3 separate regions of the Sus scrofa genome follow, and all the other regions are linked to region 2. The links are chromatin contacts, called in public Hi-C maps. All regions are on one chromosome and are shown on one strand. The core of a region is the stretch at or near the end of the contact, and the rest is flanking DNA. Distances in the headings are between cores, read along the strand shown.

Evidence for each region. A called contact is a pair of places that touch in the nucleus more often than the background predicts.
Region 1: a Hi-C map of epiblast stem cells shows a contact between it and region 2, with 1.7 times the contacts expected there. The contact joins the enhancer-like site here to the promoter of SLC25A39 in region 2. A contact is called at or near these places in 1 of 5 promoter capture datasets (fetal liver), 2 of 47 Hi-C or Micro-C datasets (embryonic fibroblasts and epiblast stem cells) and 1 of 2 datasets of contacts at active chromatin or transcription factors (alveolar macrophages).
Region 3: a Hi-C map of embryonic fibroblasts shows a contact between it and region 2, with 2.1 times the contacts expected there. The contact joins the promoter of C12H17orf53 here to the promoter of SLC25A39 in region 2. A contact is called at or near these places in 1 of 5 promoter capture datasets (fetal liver), 4 of 47 Hi-C or Micro-C datasets (alveolar macrophages, embryonic fibroblasts, heart right ventricle and 1 more) and 1 of 2 datasets of contacts at active chromatin or transcription factors (alveolar macrophages).

What each region holds. Positions count from the first base shown.
Region 1 is chr12:19,100,784-19,104,969 of Sscrofa11.1, reverse strand. It overlaps HDAC5 (histone deacetylase 5), which reads right to left. Exons shown (of 27, transcript XM_021066892.1): 4 at 787-1,046; 5 at 550-694; 6 at 324-438. Among named protein-coding and RNA genes, the nearest start is that of G6PC3, 23 kb to the left of the region's middle. Within about 2 kb of position 2,234, at least 57 of the 83 cell types and tissues checked have an H3K27ac peak or open chromatin away from gene starts, as enhancers often do. A contact at or near this core is called in alveolar macrophages, embryonic fibroblasts, epiblast stem cells and 1 more, where this site is marked.
Region 2 is chr12:18,913,635-18,917,764 of Sscrofa11.1, reverse strand. SLC25A39 (solute carrier family 25 member 39) reads right to left here and starts at 2,224. Exons shown (of 12, transcript NM_001244966.1): 1 at 2,204-2,224; 2 at 1,230-1,329; 3 at 1,071-1,130; 4 at 909-953; 5 at 518-651; 6 at 130-197. The coding sequence starts at 1,314.
Region 3 is chr12:19,075,847-19,080,093 of Sscrofa11.1, reverse strand. It overlaps C12H17orf53, which reads left to right and starts at 2,217. Exons shown (of 11, transcript XM_021066897.1): 1 at 2,217-2,303. HDAC5 (histone deacetylase 5) reads right to left here and starts at 2,184. Exons shown (of 27, transcript XM_021066892.1): 1 at 1,954-2,184.

The DNA.
Region 1 (4,186 bases), core at 985-3,484, 190 kb before region 2:
TCACAGCAATGCCAGATCCTCAACCCACTGAATGAGGTCAAGGATGGAACCCGCATCCTCATGGATACTAGTCGGATTCTTAACCCACTGAGCCACAACGGGAACACCGCCATCTACATTTATGAAGCATCCACAGCATCTGGGGATAGGAGGTGGATCCCGGAGAGGGAAGCGACAAGAGAAACCAGGGGTGGAAGTCTCATCTCCCAGGAGAGATTGCAGGGCCCCCATGTGGCTTCGGGCCAGGAGCCCCCTGCCACCCTACAGCCAGGCAGCCCCTGGGCAGAGCGTGTCTTTGATCCCTGACTGCCGAGAGCCATTACCAGCATTTGGGATGCTGCGGGAGGGAATGGTTGAGGCCGCCTGGTGTGGGCTCCTTTGACTTCGACAGGAGGAATTCCTGGAGCCTCAGCTTCACCTCAGTGCTGGCGATGGCACCTGCAGGACAGGGCACAGCTGACCTGGGAGGTCGCAGCCAGGACCCCCACAACCGGGGCTGCCCGGGTGGGGTGGGAGTCCAGGCCAGCCCCAGGAGGCCCTAGGCCTTACTCTCTTTGCTCTTCTCCTTGTTTCGCAGGATGAGCAGCTGCTGCTCCAGCCGCTGCTTCTCCAGCTCCTCCTGCCGTTGCTGCTCCCGCTGCCGCTGCTGCTCCAGCTCCTGCTGCCTCTTGGCTGCCAGCATCTCCTGCTGCTGCTGCAGGGGTGCAGGGGGGAGGGAGGCAGGGTGAGCCAGGTCCGGGCGGGGGTCGGACGTCTGGGTGGCCCCCCCGCACCCCCCTCGCTCACCTTGAGGTGCTTCTGCAGCTGGACCTCATGCTGCCGGGTCAGGTGGTCGTGCTGTTTCTGGAACTCAGCGAACAGGAGCTGCTTCTGCAGCTGCTGCTGCTGCTTGAGCGCCAGGAGCTCCTGCTGGAGTTGCTGCTCCCGCAGCGCGGGGTCCACGGGGCCTGCCAGAGCACCCCGAAGCTCCACGGGGCTGGGGCTGCCTCCTCCCCCGCCCCCCATGGAGCTGGGCATGGCTCCTGGCAGCACCGGCTTCACCTCCACTGCAGGAGAAGAGACAGGAAGGGGGTCAGCAGGCCAATCCCAGACCCCACCAGGCCTGGCAGCCTTGCCTGGGGCTCAGAAAGCTACCAGGCAGGACTATTAGACCCAAAGAGGATTGGGGGGGGTAGCCAAATCCCTCTGCTCCCTGGATGACACCTTCTGCCTTCATTAAATGAGCTGGAAGGCATGTACTTCGATAAGAAAATGGGCAAAAGCAAAGCAGGGTACCTGGAAGGTTGCGAGGGCTCCAGACACAATATTGTCACTGACCATTAAGGCCACCGGGCATTTTACGAGACTGACTTTATTGATAAGGAAACCTAGCAGAGGGGTTTAAGTAACATGACCAAAGACCAGCAGACAGGTGATCAAGGAATGAAGATGTCAATCCAAATCCTTTGCTTCTAAAGCAAAAGGTGCTTCCTCCCCCACCTCTCAACCCCACACCCTTCCGGCCAAGAAGTCTACACAAGAGGAGAAACTGAGGCACAATGGTGGGTTCTAGAAATGATGGAGCTGGCAACCAGGGCTCTCGGTAAGCCCAGGATAGGTCTGTGGGGACCCTCTGGCCATGCCCATCTGCTGCCCTTTTCTCTGCCCCACACCCAGCTGGGGCAGATGGGGCGGGAGGGTGAGGCTCTGGGAAGAGGGGGCGGGGCGGGAGCAGGAGGCCGCAGGACCAGGGGGGTGCGGGGCTGCACCCGACCAGGGGCAGGAGGGGGCTGGGAGTCAGACTTGCTTCCTTTGCTGGATTATCTCCTTTCAACAGTTTTATTGTAATTACCCTGAAAATGCCGCTATATATAGAGCGAGCCAAACAGCAGCTGTGCCTGGGGGGAGGGGGAAGGAGAGAGAGAATGGGCGGGCGGCGCGGGGAGGAGGTGGGAGGAGGAGAAGGCAGGAAAGGAAAGGGAATCAGACAGGAAGAAGGGCAGTGGCAGGGGGCGGGGGCTGGCACTGCGGCCAGATCCCAGGGAGAACCCGCTGGGAAGGGGAAAGTGGGGGAGGGACCGGCCGGGGCCCAAGACCAAGACCCGGACGCGCAGGGTCCGGGTCTCCAGGCAGACAATGGGCCGAGGGGTCCCCGGGAGGGGCAAGGGTTCCAGTGGGCCAATGGGAAGGACAGGTCTCGACCTCTTGATCCCTGTACACTGTCCTCCGGTCACTGAATGTCACTCCCCACCCCTGCCCTGTGGTTGCCAGGGCAACCGGGCAAACACCACGCCAGCGGGGAGCCCCAAGCCCAGCCCACACTCCACGAAGCCTCCCGACACCAGCAGGAAAGGGAAGGCAGGCTACCCACGGCCCAGGAAGGAGGAAGTGAGAGAGGCAGGGCCCAGCCGGCTTGTTTCTCTTCCATTTCTTTTCCCAAAGACATGGCTCACGTTCCCCACTCTGGCCCAGGGAGGCCACGGGTAGCGGGGAAGACTTTCCGAGGGCAGGGAGGCCCTCTCCAGCCCAGGCCTGGAGAAGAAAAGACCCTGCTATCCTGAGGGCTGCCATCGTCTCTGCGGCCTCGGCCTCATGAGCAGGCCTGTGCCCAGGCCCCCACCGCCACCCCTTATCAGGAGTGGAGAGGGAGCTGGGAGGAGGTGCTAAGGGCTGAGCTCGGAAAGGCTCCCACACCCATTGCAGTCTATGAGCTCGGATCTCCTCAGGGAGCCTGCAGAATGAGCGTCACCAAAGCAAGGGCAAAGCCTGCCGAAGGCCAAGGCCGTGCTACCTTCATGGCTGAACTTGGGCCCCGGGACCCCCGGAGCCGGGAGTGGGAGGTGGCCTGAGTGTAACATGGCACCCCACCCCCAGCCCTTCTCCCCCCAGCACCGCCAAGCACATTCCTCTGTGGTCTGCCCGCCAGCCACACTGACGACTCTGCGGCCACAATGCCAGAGCCACATCTGCAGGAGTGGCCAGATGTGGCCAGGAGGGTGGGGTTACACACACACACACACACACACACACAGGCTCACTCGCTTTCCCTCCCAACCCAGAACCAGGAGGAAAGGCCCTTGGAAACTGCAGGGGGCCCTCCTAGAAGTGGCCGGCCCTTTGCAGGGTGCAAAAGCAGGGTGGCAGCAAGGAGCCAGCAGCCAGCCTCAGGTATCCCCGGCCCTGGAAATGCTCAGCAAGGCCCCATGCTGCTAGAGAGTTATCCGTTCCTCGGCAAGGCTGGCTTGGCCCGTGGCACTCAGATCGCTCAGCCAAGAGGTGGACAGGCTTCAACCTGCTGCTCCCGGCAGTGCTGGGGCTGCGGGAGCCGGATGCCAGCCCGCCCGCCCAGGGAAGGGCAGGGGTCCAAGCACTCCTGGCTCCCAGCAGATAACCCTGCTTGGGCTGGAACTCCCGCCAGCCATGCTGGCTTCCCTTGCAGGAGCCCTGCAGAGAGGGCACGGGCTCCGGCAAGGGGACTCTCCTAGCAGGGCTCCTGCACAGCCGCCACCGCCGCAGCCAAGATGCTAGGTCCTGCGCTGCAGTGGGAGCTGCAGCCCCATTGGTATGCAGGTGGTGGGGCGGCCAGCGGGCTCCGCCACACAGCCTTGTTCCCACACAAGCAGGAAGCACAGGCGACTCGAGAATATTAATCTGCGGGCCCCATGGGGCCTGGAAAGGATGCAGCACCCCGTGGGTGAGCCAGGTAGTAACCTGGCTCCATCCCAGATGGAAGGAGCCGTGGCTGGGCAGCTAGAGTCACGGCAAGGGGGGAGAGAGGCACAGAGCCCCCCAAATGAGGTTTTCTGGGCACAAAACCTAGAGTCCGGCTAACCGTGCCGCCCGTTGAGGATCTGTGCCCTCTGCCAGACTGGCATGAGCAGGGCAGATGGCAGTGGCTGCCATGAGATCCAGGCACCTGGAAGGGGAGATGGGTGTGTCCTGATAGGAGGAGACTCTTGACCGCCGCCTGGTGGCCTGAGGAAGAGGGGAGGACCTCCGGAAAGGGACGAAAGGAGGCGGAGGGCGCTGGTGCCTAAGAGGACAGGCTGGAGAGTCTGGCAAGGACAGGCTAGGGTAGGGTCACATGGGAGGCACAGCTCTGGGTGGTCCCCCTACCCCGTGGCTGCAGGATGTCAGAGAGGAAGGCAGCACCTGAAGCAGGGACCTCCTGCAGAGGGAGACAGAAGGGCCCAGGTCTGCCAGCTCC
Region 2 (4,130 bases), core at 975-3,474:
CAACAGCTTAGCCAAGACTCCCCACGCTCCCTAACCCCCAGCCTCCCTGCCTCGCCTGGCCGGCCCACAGGGCAGTAAGGGATCTGTGGGGTAACAGGAGGAGACCAGACACAGTACTGGGGTACTCACAGGGTGGCTGGGAGGCCACTCCACAGGGTCCTGGTGCCCTCGTGTCTCACGATCTTCACAAAGGCATCCTGGCCAAGCAGGCACCAGCCCAGGGGGAGGGAGGATGAGTGTGAACAAGGCCTGTGATGGACATGGCCCAGGCTGGGCCCTGGCCTGATGCCTCTGCTCAGGCCTCCACACACATAATTCCCTAATTGGCTCTAAGTGGACTCCTATTCACCCTTCAAAACCTCCTGAAGGCACCACCTCCTCAGGGAAGCCCTTCCCAAACCGAACTGGCCAGCCCTACATGCTTCCCACTACTCATTCTTTCCTAGTCTGCTGCCCAACCAATCTGTACCCCTCAGCAAGGCCTACAGGCCCAGCTCAGGGTGCAGCTGCTCCTCACCACGGTGCCAGTGAAGCGAGTGGGGTCCTGAAACCAGGTGGCACAGCGAGTACCATTCGGGCACAGGTACAGGGGCTCTAGGACACCATTGCAGTACAGGAAGCACTTCCCTGTGGATTGGAGAGAGGAGGGCACTGGGGAAGGAGTGGGGGCATCAGGATGACAGGCCTGGAACCCTGCAGGAGGCAGTGCGCTCCCATCCCCATCCCTGGAGGGCCGGCAGAGCCTGGGGTCCATGGGTGGACATTCTTGTGTCAGAGAGAGAGGGGTGGCTGATGGGATCTAGAAGCCAGTGCTAGTCCATAGCTGTGGGGCCCCTGTGAGCCCTGGGCAGACTGGTACACTCCCTCCCCTGGACCCTTACAGGTACCCTGTGGCTTAGGGCACTCACATTTGGCGTAGGAGAGGCTCCAGAGTCTGGATGGAGGCATCAGCTCTAAAATACAAGGCAGTACCCAAGTTGGGAGTGTCCCCTACCTACTCGGAAGCCCCCACCTCTGGGAAATCCTTGGCACCAGCCCCTACCCTACGGGCTCTGGGGTTGGGCACTCACCACTGGCCACCGAGGGGCGCTGAGACTGCAGGCGGACCTTCACCACATCCAGGGGGGTCACTGGGGGAGGAGGGCAGGTCTGAGGACTCCTTGCAGGACCCACCCTGACCCCTCCAATTCCCAGCTGCCCGCCCCTCCGCGACCCTCCCCAATTCTTACTGAAGAGAGAGGTGACCACAGCCCCAGCGCCTGATGCCACCATTTGCTGGAGGGGGCTGATGCCCCCGGGGTCCTGCTCGGCCATCTCGCAGCTTCAGTTCTGGAAAGCAAAGGTCACTCAAACGGAGCATCTACCCACAAAACCAGACTCGGGGGGAGGGGAAAGAAAACAAGGCAGGGGCACTTGGGGACACTACCCGGACCCTCACCCCATCCATCCACTGAGAGTGAGTTTCTCGCAACAACCCATTAAAGCAATTACTGCCAACTCCACTTTGCCATCGGGGAACCTGAGGCTCAGAGAGGTGAAGTGATCTACCCAAGGTCCCTCTGGGGGTCTGGTCTGTAGTCGGGAAGGAAACTGGAAGAGTCGCCCATGGTTTAACGGGCAGTAATGACCCACCGCCATGCCCTTACCCTCCCCACACAGATTTACGGGGCATCTCTTCAGCGTAGGTGCGGGGGGGGGGGTCTGGGGCCTAAAGATCAAAACGCCTGAGCCGCCCCTCTAGGCCCCCCACTCCTGAGCCCCAAGTCACAGGGCATGGAGAGGTGGGGCAGACGAGTGAGGGGAAGAAACACATCTGAGAGCGGCCAAGGGGACTCAGTCCCCCATCTGTTTTCTGGGGACTGCAGGCATGGGTGCCTGGTCCTCTCCCGCACCCATCTTCCCAAGGCCAGAAGCGCCAGGCCCCGGGCCTGGGTGGGAAGAACAGTCTCTCTGCTCTCCCTCCCCCAAATCGGTCGGCCGAGAGTGCGAGAAGTGGGGATCGACGAAAGATAGCTCCTCGTCCCTCGGCGACACTCTCTACCCCGGAGCCGCTCAGAGAGCGCCCGGTGGGGCCGACGAGGTCGGCCCGCGACTCCCGGCCTTCAGCCCATCACCCCCGGGCTCAGCCTCCCCGGGACCCCCTTAGATCCGACTCCCGCCTCCGTCTCCAGCCGAACCCTCAACCCTGGTCCTGCCCACTCACCTGGCTCTTGGCCGGTGCTCGCGCGCCGCGGCGCCCGGGGCCGGGCGGGCCCATAGCGGCTCCGCGGCCGGTGCGGGCTCCGCGAGCCCTCACCGGGCAGCAAGGCCGACTCGGAAAGCGGCGGAGCTCGCCCCGCCCCCGGAACGCGCCGGGAGGCCCCGCCCCCGTGGGCCGACCGGCCGCACGCCCGGAGTGACGCCGGCGCTGCTACTCGTACCAGCTTCGTCCAGGACCAGCGCTGTCTCGGACCCGCGCCACCTGTGCCTCCCCAGTGCCCTGCCGGGCCCACGCGCCAAGGTTGGGGGTCTCGGCGCCGCGTGTGACCTGGCGGCAGTGATACGCTTGACTTCGTATTGTCACCAACACACCTCACCAGCACCCGGGCAGCTTGCTGATCCCTCAAACTTTGCAAACGAGCGTGAGCAACGCACTCTCCGCATCCCCCCATTTTCCTCATCTGCATGGAGGCGGGCTTTTGAATCGGCGATGGCAAAGCATTTAACTACCGGACTCTGCTAAGTTTTTACAACTCAACGGCGACTGTATCAAATGGGGCCGTCCGCACTTAACAGGCAATCCATTGAGACTGAAATTCCAAGACCTCTTGACAAACTGCCGGGTAACACGCGAGCGCGAGCAATAGATTTAGAGAAGCAGTAAGTAACCTGGGCCTGGTAGGCTGGACAGCGATAGAAGGCTGGCCCGGGAGCCGGGAAACCTGGGTTAAACCGGATTCAATCTGGGCTTCGTCCCATCGCCATGTGACCCTGGGCAGGTCACAGCACCGCTCTGTGCCTCGGATTCCTCCTTCGCAAAGGGTGAAGATTGAGTAGGGGTAGGGGACCCACATTTCTTTGTTGCTTACTCTCACAAAACCGATTTCTTCTAAATCTCCGAATATCTAGAAATGGGTTATTATTAACCCCATTTTACAGAAGACGGAATGAGGCTCGAAGAATCCGGTATTAGAACCGGGTAAGTACCTTTTTCCCTGCACCAGGTTGCCTCCCCAGGTGACAGGTGGACATAAATCCTGCGATGCCATCTCTGATCCCGCTTCTCAGGGAGACGCATTTCTTTCCCGACCTTACCCGAGACCACCAGCTGTCTCGCCTCTACAACTTTCCTGTGGTCAGCGGTTATTTGTCCCAACAGAAAAACTAACTCGGAGTGTGAACCTGCGCCTTTAAGAAGGATAGGCCGTGCTTTTGACGTCACCGGCTCCCCCGCCTTGCACCGCCGGGAACGGTCCCATCTGGGCCTGGAGTCACCCAGCCGGCCGGTGCACGCCGGTTTAGCACGTGGATTCCAAGGGGCCAACCATGTGCTTTCCCTGCGAAAGGACGTTCGGGATCTCCACCTCTAGGAAGCCCAAAATGAGCTGATGGGGATAAAAATACTTCCGTTTCACAGAAATTTTGTGAGGATTTAATGATTTAATAGCAGTAAAGTGCTTAGACCCCTGTCTGGCACATGGGAAGCCCTCAATGACTACGACTGTCATTATTATTATTATTATTAATCCCCCCATCACCCCACCCCATGGCACAGAACGTTCTGGAAAGGGTCTTTAGAGCAACCAGGATTCTGATCTTACCTCTGCCTCTAAATACAGGCAGTGGTAGTGATAACTCCTTACACCCTTTTCCTCCCCAGAGCCAAGATGAGCTGCAAAGTAGCCCAGCCAGGAATCCCCCTCGGAGACCTCGGAGCCTGTCTTCCTCACAGTAAATGAGGGACTCGCGCTCCATTTCTGGTTTTCTTCTTGCCATAGGATGCCTTTGAGATTTGTCACTATACCTCAGTTTCTTCAACTGAAAATAAGAATGATGTCACCATCCTGCTCATTTACAGACTCTTAGCTCAAGTGCTATCTGCGAAAAGCTAGGTAGAGTCCACACCCAGAGCGGAGCAGCTCACATTTCCT
Region 3 (4,247 bases), core at 968-3,467, 160 kb before region 2:
TAATTATTAAAGAGCAGCTGGTACTTCGGCACCGACTACACTCCCCCCCAACTCCTAGCGCGCGGATGCCCCCTCCCCCTGCAGAAACACAAACTACCCCCCCCCACCGCCCCATCCCCAGGCCCTATTTCTAAACACACAGCGAAGATGCCACCCCTAGGGAAGGCAAAGCAACCTTTGTCTCTGCAGCTACTTGGAGTGGGTGGGGCATGTGATACAGCTGCCCCCCTCTCTGAATTACTCCATCCAGCCCCAAAGGAGGGTATACTGGAGAGGGAAGGGGAGGCTGGCACAGAGCTAACATTTCTCATTCCTTGCCGCCAGCCAGCCCCCCCCCCCAGATAAACTGCACCTGGTATCTGTCTGTCTGGCCCCTGGCATGCACACATATTCCCAGGATAGAATGGAGATGCTGGGGGCCCACCCCTCTAACTCAGAGACCCCCCCACACCTGCCTTGTCTGGACATAGCCCAGATCCAAGTCCAAGGGGGAGACAGAGCAAAGAGAGGAATCAAGAAGAGGCAAGACGCAAACCAAGAGCTCCCCAAGCTTGAATTTACAAGGTACAGGAAGGAGGTTAAGACTGAAATGAAAAAGCAGGCAGCCCCCTACGTGGCTCATCCACCATCCCCAGCCCAGCCCAGCCCAACCCAACCCAGCATCTCAACAGCCAGCACAGGTTCAGGATCCCTGGTACCTGGAACTCAGACTGAGGACCCTCCAAACCTGAGGAGGCCCAGGGCAGGATCCAGCCCCAGGCCCCAGTCCTGCAAAGTAGGCTGGTTAGGGGTCCTTCTGGCTAAAAGTCCTGAACCTCCCATCCTCTGCCTCCTTTTGTTCCTATGTTCTGACTCCATCTTTCCCTCCCAGTTGGACCCTGAACCCAGTCACCACGAGCATCACTTCCAATCGTCAAAGCTAATTCCAGGCCCCTGAAGCACAGTGGTCACTGTCAGAGTCGTGGCTCACTTGAGCACCCCCAAAAGCAACTGCAGCTGCTAACCTCCCTCTTTTGGGACACATCTCATCTCAGAAGGCCAACAGGGACTATCAGGTGGTCACCTCCTCCCCCCAGAGGGGTGCTCCCACCTTCCCCTCCACCCCACTCCACCAACCAGACTCCCAGATTAATTACTTATTACCCCATCAGGTCTCATCTTCCCCAGGGCCCCAGGGAAGGGTGGGGTTGGGAAGCAGCCTCCCCCAAGTTAAAAGGCACAGGCAGTGTTTCTGCCTCCATGAGACACAGATCCAGGATGAAAAACGGGGGGCATCCACCCCAGACAAGTAGGGGGAGCTTTCATCTCCCAGCTTCCTCACTCGGGTTCCAGGGTGTCAGACAGGAGAAGAGGGTGGGAACAAACGCAATAACACCTCAAGGGGGAGGGAATGAGAATAATGGGAGAGAGAAGTAAGGTGGGCCCGCAGGCCCCCTCCTCCGGCACAGAAGTCAAGGACACAGAATCGAGGATACCTTCTGAGGTATGGGGAGAAGCGCTGCGGGGTGGGCAGCGCCCCTCACCTCAGAGTACCAAGAAAGGGTGTCCAGCGAAGAGGGGTCGACACAGAATCCGGCTGCAAGGCTCAAGTCGCTCTGCAACGCACCACGCGCCGCCCGGGAGAGGGCAAATCCGACTGCCCCGGCCGGTCTCCCAGCCATTCGGGGGTGTGGGTCGCGGGAAGATGGGCCCCTCCCTTACCTGCAGGGAAGGCGCCCCTACCTGGGAGGGGCTGGGAGGGGCGCGCGCAGTAGCCCCGAGGCCCGGCTCCCGGGCCGGTGATGCTCCCAGGGGGCGCCGGCTGGCACCCGGGCGCCAGGAGGAAGGAAGGGGGGCGCGGAGCGCGGCGCGCGCGCGGGGAGCCCGCGGGCAGCGACGGCTGGAGGAGGGGGCGCCGCGTCGCGTCCGGGGGGCTGGGGGGAAGTGGGATCGGGGGTGGTGCAGCGCGCTCACCCCCTGCGGCTCGAGCTCCGGCTTCGCAGGCGGCGGCGGCAGCAGCGGCGGCGGCAGCAGCGGCAGCGCCTCCTCGACGGCTCCTCCATCTTTGCGGCAGCTCCTCCGGCTCCGCTCGCCGCCGCCACCAACAACAACATTCGGAGACGTCACTCCCGTCACGTGATCCGACCCAGCGCTAAAAATAGACCCAGACCCCCCCAGTTTCAGCCACCACCAACCCCTCCCCTCCTTCTCGGCCCTCCCCGCGGGGCGGGGCCAACAGCGCCACCGTGACAGCTTCTTAAAGAGCCAATACACAGCCAAGGGTTGGGCTGGGGAAGGGGAGGAAGGCAAGGGATCGGAGCCCCGTGAGTAGTGGTGGAAGGATTGCTGCGGGGGTACAGGTCTGGCTGCTAGGGGCTCAGCCTTTGGGATGCACGCTTTTCCTCTGCGCTGTCTCCACTTCCTTTTCGAACCGTGGATGGTGCAATCGCTGCCTGCCTGAGCTTCTCCTTAACACGCCCTCCCGCCTTGGGGGAGGGGAACTGGGGATGGATTCCTAGGGGCTGGGAGGGCTGTGGAGGCCCCACCTTGGGGGCCAGGCTGAGAGCGGATGGCTGGGACAGGTCCCGAACCCGCCGCCATCGACACCAGCTCCGACCTCACACACTAAATCTGTGCCAAGGGGAGAAAAAAAAAAAAAATACTGGGAAGAACCAGGGTACAGTTGTAAGAGTCCAAGGCCTTCAAAAGGAAGACTTCCGGTCCCTGGCTTCAGTGCCACCCTGTTCCACAGCACTACTTAGGACACAGTATATGTGATAGACCCTAGATGGTTTGTCAGTGACCTAGTAATTTCACTAACGAAAATGTATTCCAGGGAAATAAACATTGTGCTCAAAAGTGAGTATAGAAGGAAAGAGATTCCTTATAATCCTGTGAAAAGTTGGAAACAACCTAAATAGCAGCAGCTGGGATTGGCGAATAAACCTGGGCACATCCATTCAGTGGAATACTTTCCAGACATTAAAAAATGATATGTCTATATTGACCTGAAAAGATCCGCATGATATATTGTGTTCTTGAAAATCAGGAATCAAATAAGTACTACAGAATTGTTCCATTTACTGTAAATGCCAAAAAACTAGACCCATATGTCTGAATATGTATGCATATTAAAAAGCCTTTAAGAATATATACCAGGGGAGTTCCCGTCGAGGCGCAGTGGTTAATGAATCCAACTTGGAACCATGAGGTTGTGGGTTCGATCCCTGGCCTTGCTCAGTGGGTTAAGGATCCGGTGTGGCCATGAGCTGTGGTGTAGGCTGCAGACGCGGCTCGGATCCTGTGTGCTGTGGCTCTGGCGTAGGCCGGTGGCTACAGCTCCGATTGGACTCCTAGCCTGGGAACCTCCATATGCCATGGGAGCGGCCCTAGAAAAGGCAAAAAAAGAAGACACACACACAAAAAAAGAATATATAGCAAAATATTTACCTTTGCTTTCTTTTTAATCTTTTTCTGTATATCTGAAATTTTGTAACTATCATGTATTATTCATCTAATCAGAAAAAGTGAATATATTGGCGTTCCCACGGTGGCAGAGTGGGTTAAGGATCCGGCTTGTCCCTGTGGAGGTGCCCATTTGACCCCCAGCACAGTGGGTTAAGGATGGAGAGTCTCTGCAACTGTGGCGTAGGTCACAGCTCCTGCTTGGAACTTCCATATGCTGTGGGAGCAGCTGAAAAAGAAAAAAGGAAGGAAGGAAATACATAAATGTTTCTGTAATAAATGATAAAAGTTCTTCCTACAAAGTATCTCATGAACCAGTCCCACCCATCTTCATCCTTGCCCCTTGTCTGCAGCCACATCATCCCTCACTTGAGATGCTGTAGCTGCTTCTCCAACCAATCCACTTCCTGCATTCATCCCAGACTTCTCCCAAAGCCAAAATAACCTTTTTTAGAACATAAATCTAATCAAGGGAGAGCTTAAAGGCTTTCCAGTGTTGTCACTGAAATCTATATCTGGCCCAGAAAGGTGGTTTTTAAACTTTAGGGAGTTACTGTTGTGGCTCAGCAGGTTAAGAACCTGGCTAATACCCATGAGGATGCAGGTTCAACCCCTGGCCTCGATCAGTGGGTTAAGGTTCTGGTGTTTCTGCAAGCTGTTGCATAGGTTGCAGAGGCAGCTTCGATCGGAATTGCTGTGGTGCGGCTAGGAATTCCATATGCTGCAGATACAGCCCTAAAGAGGAAAAAAAAAAATTTAGGGTGCTTGAAAATGCCGATTCCTAAATCCCACTGGCAGAGCTT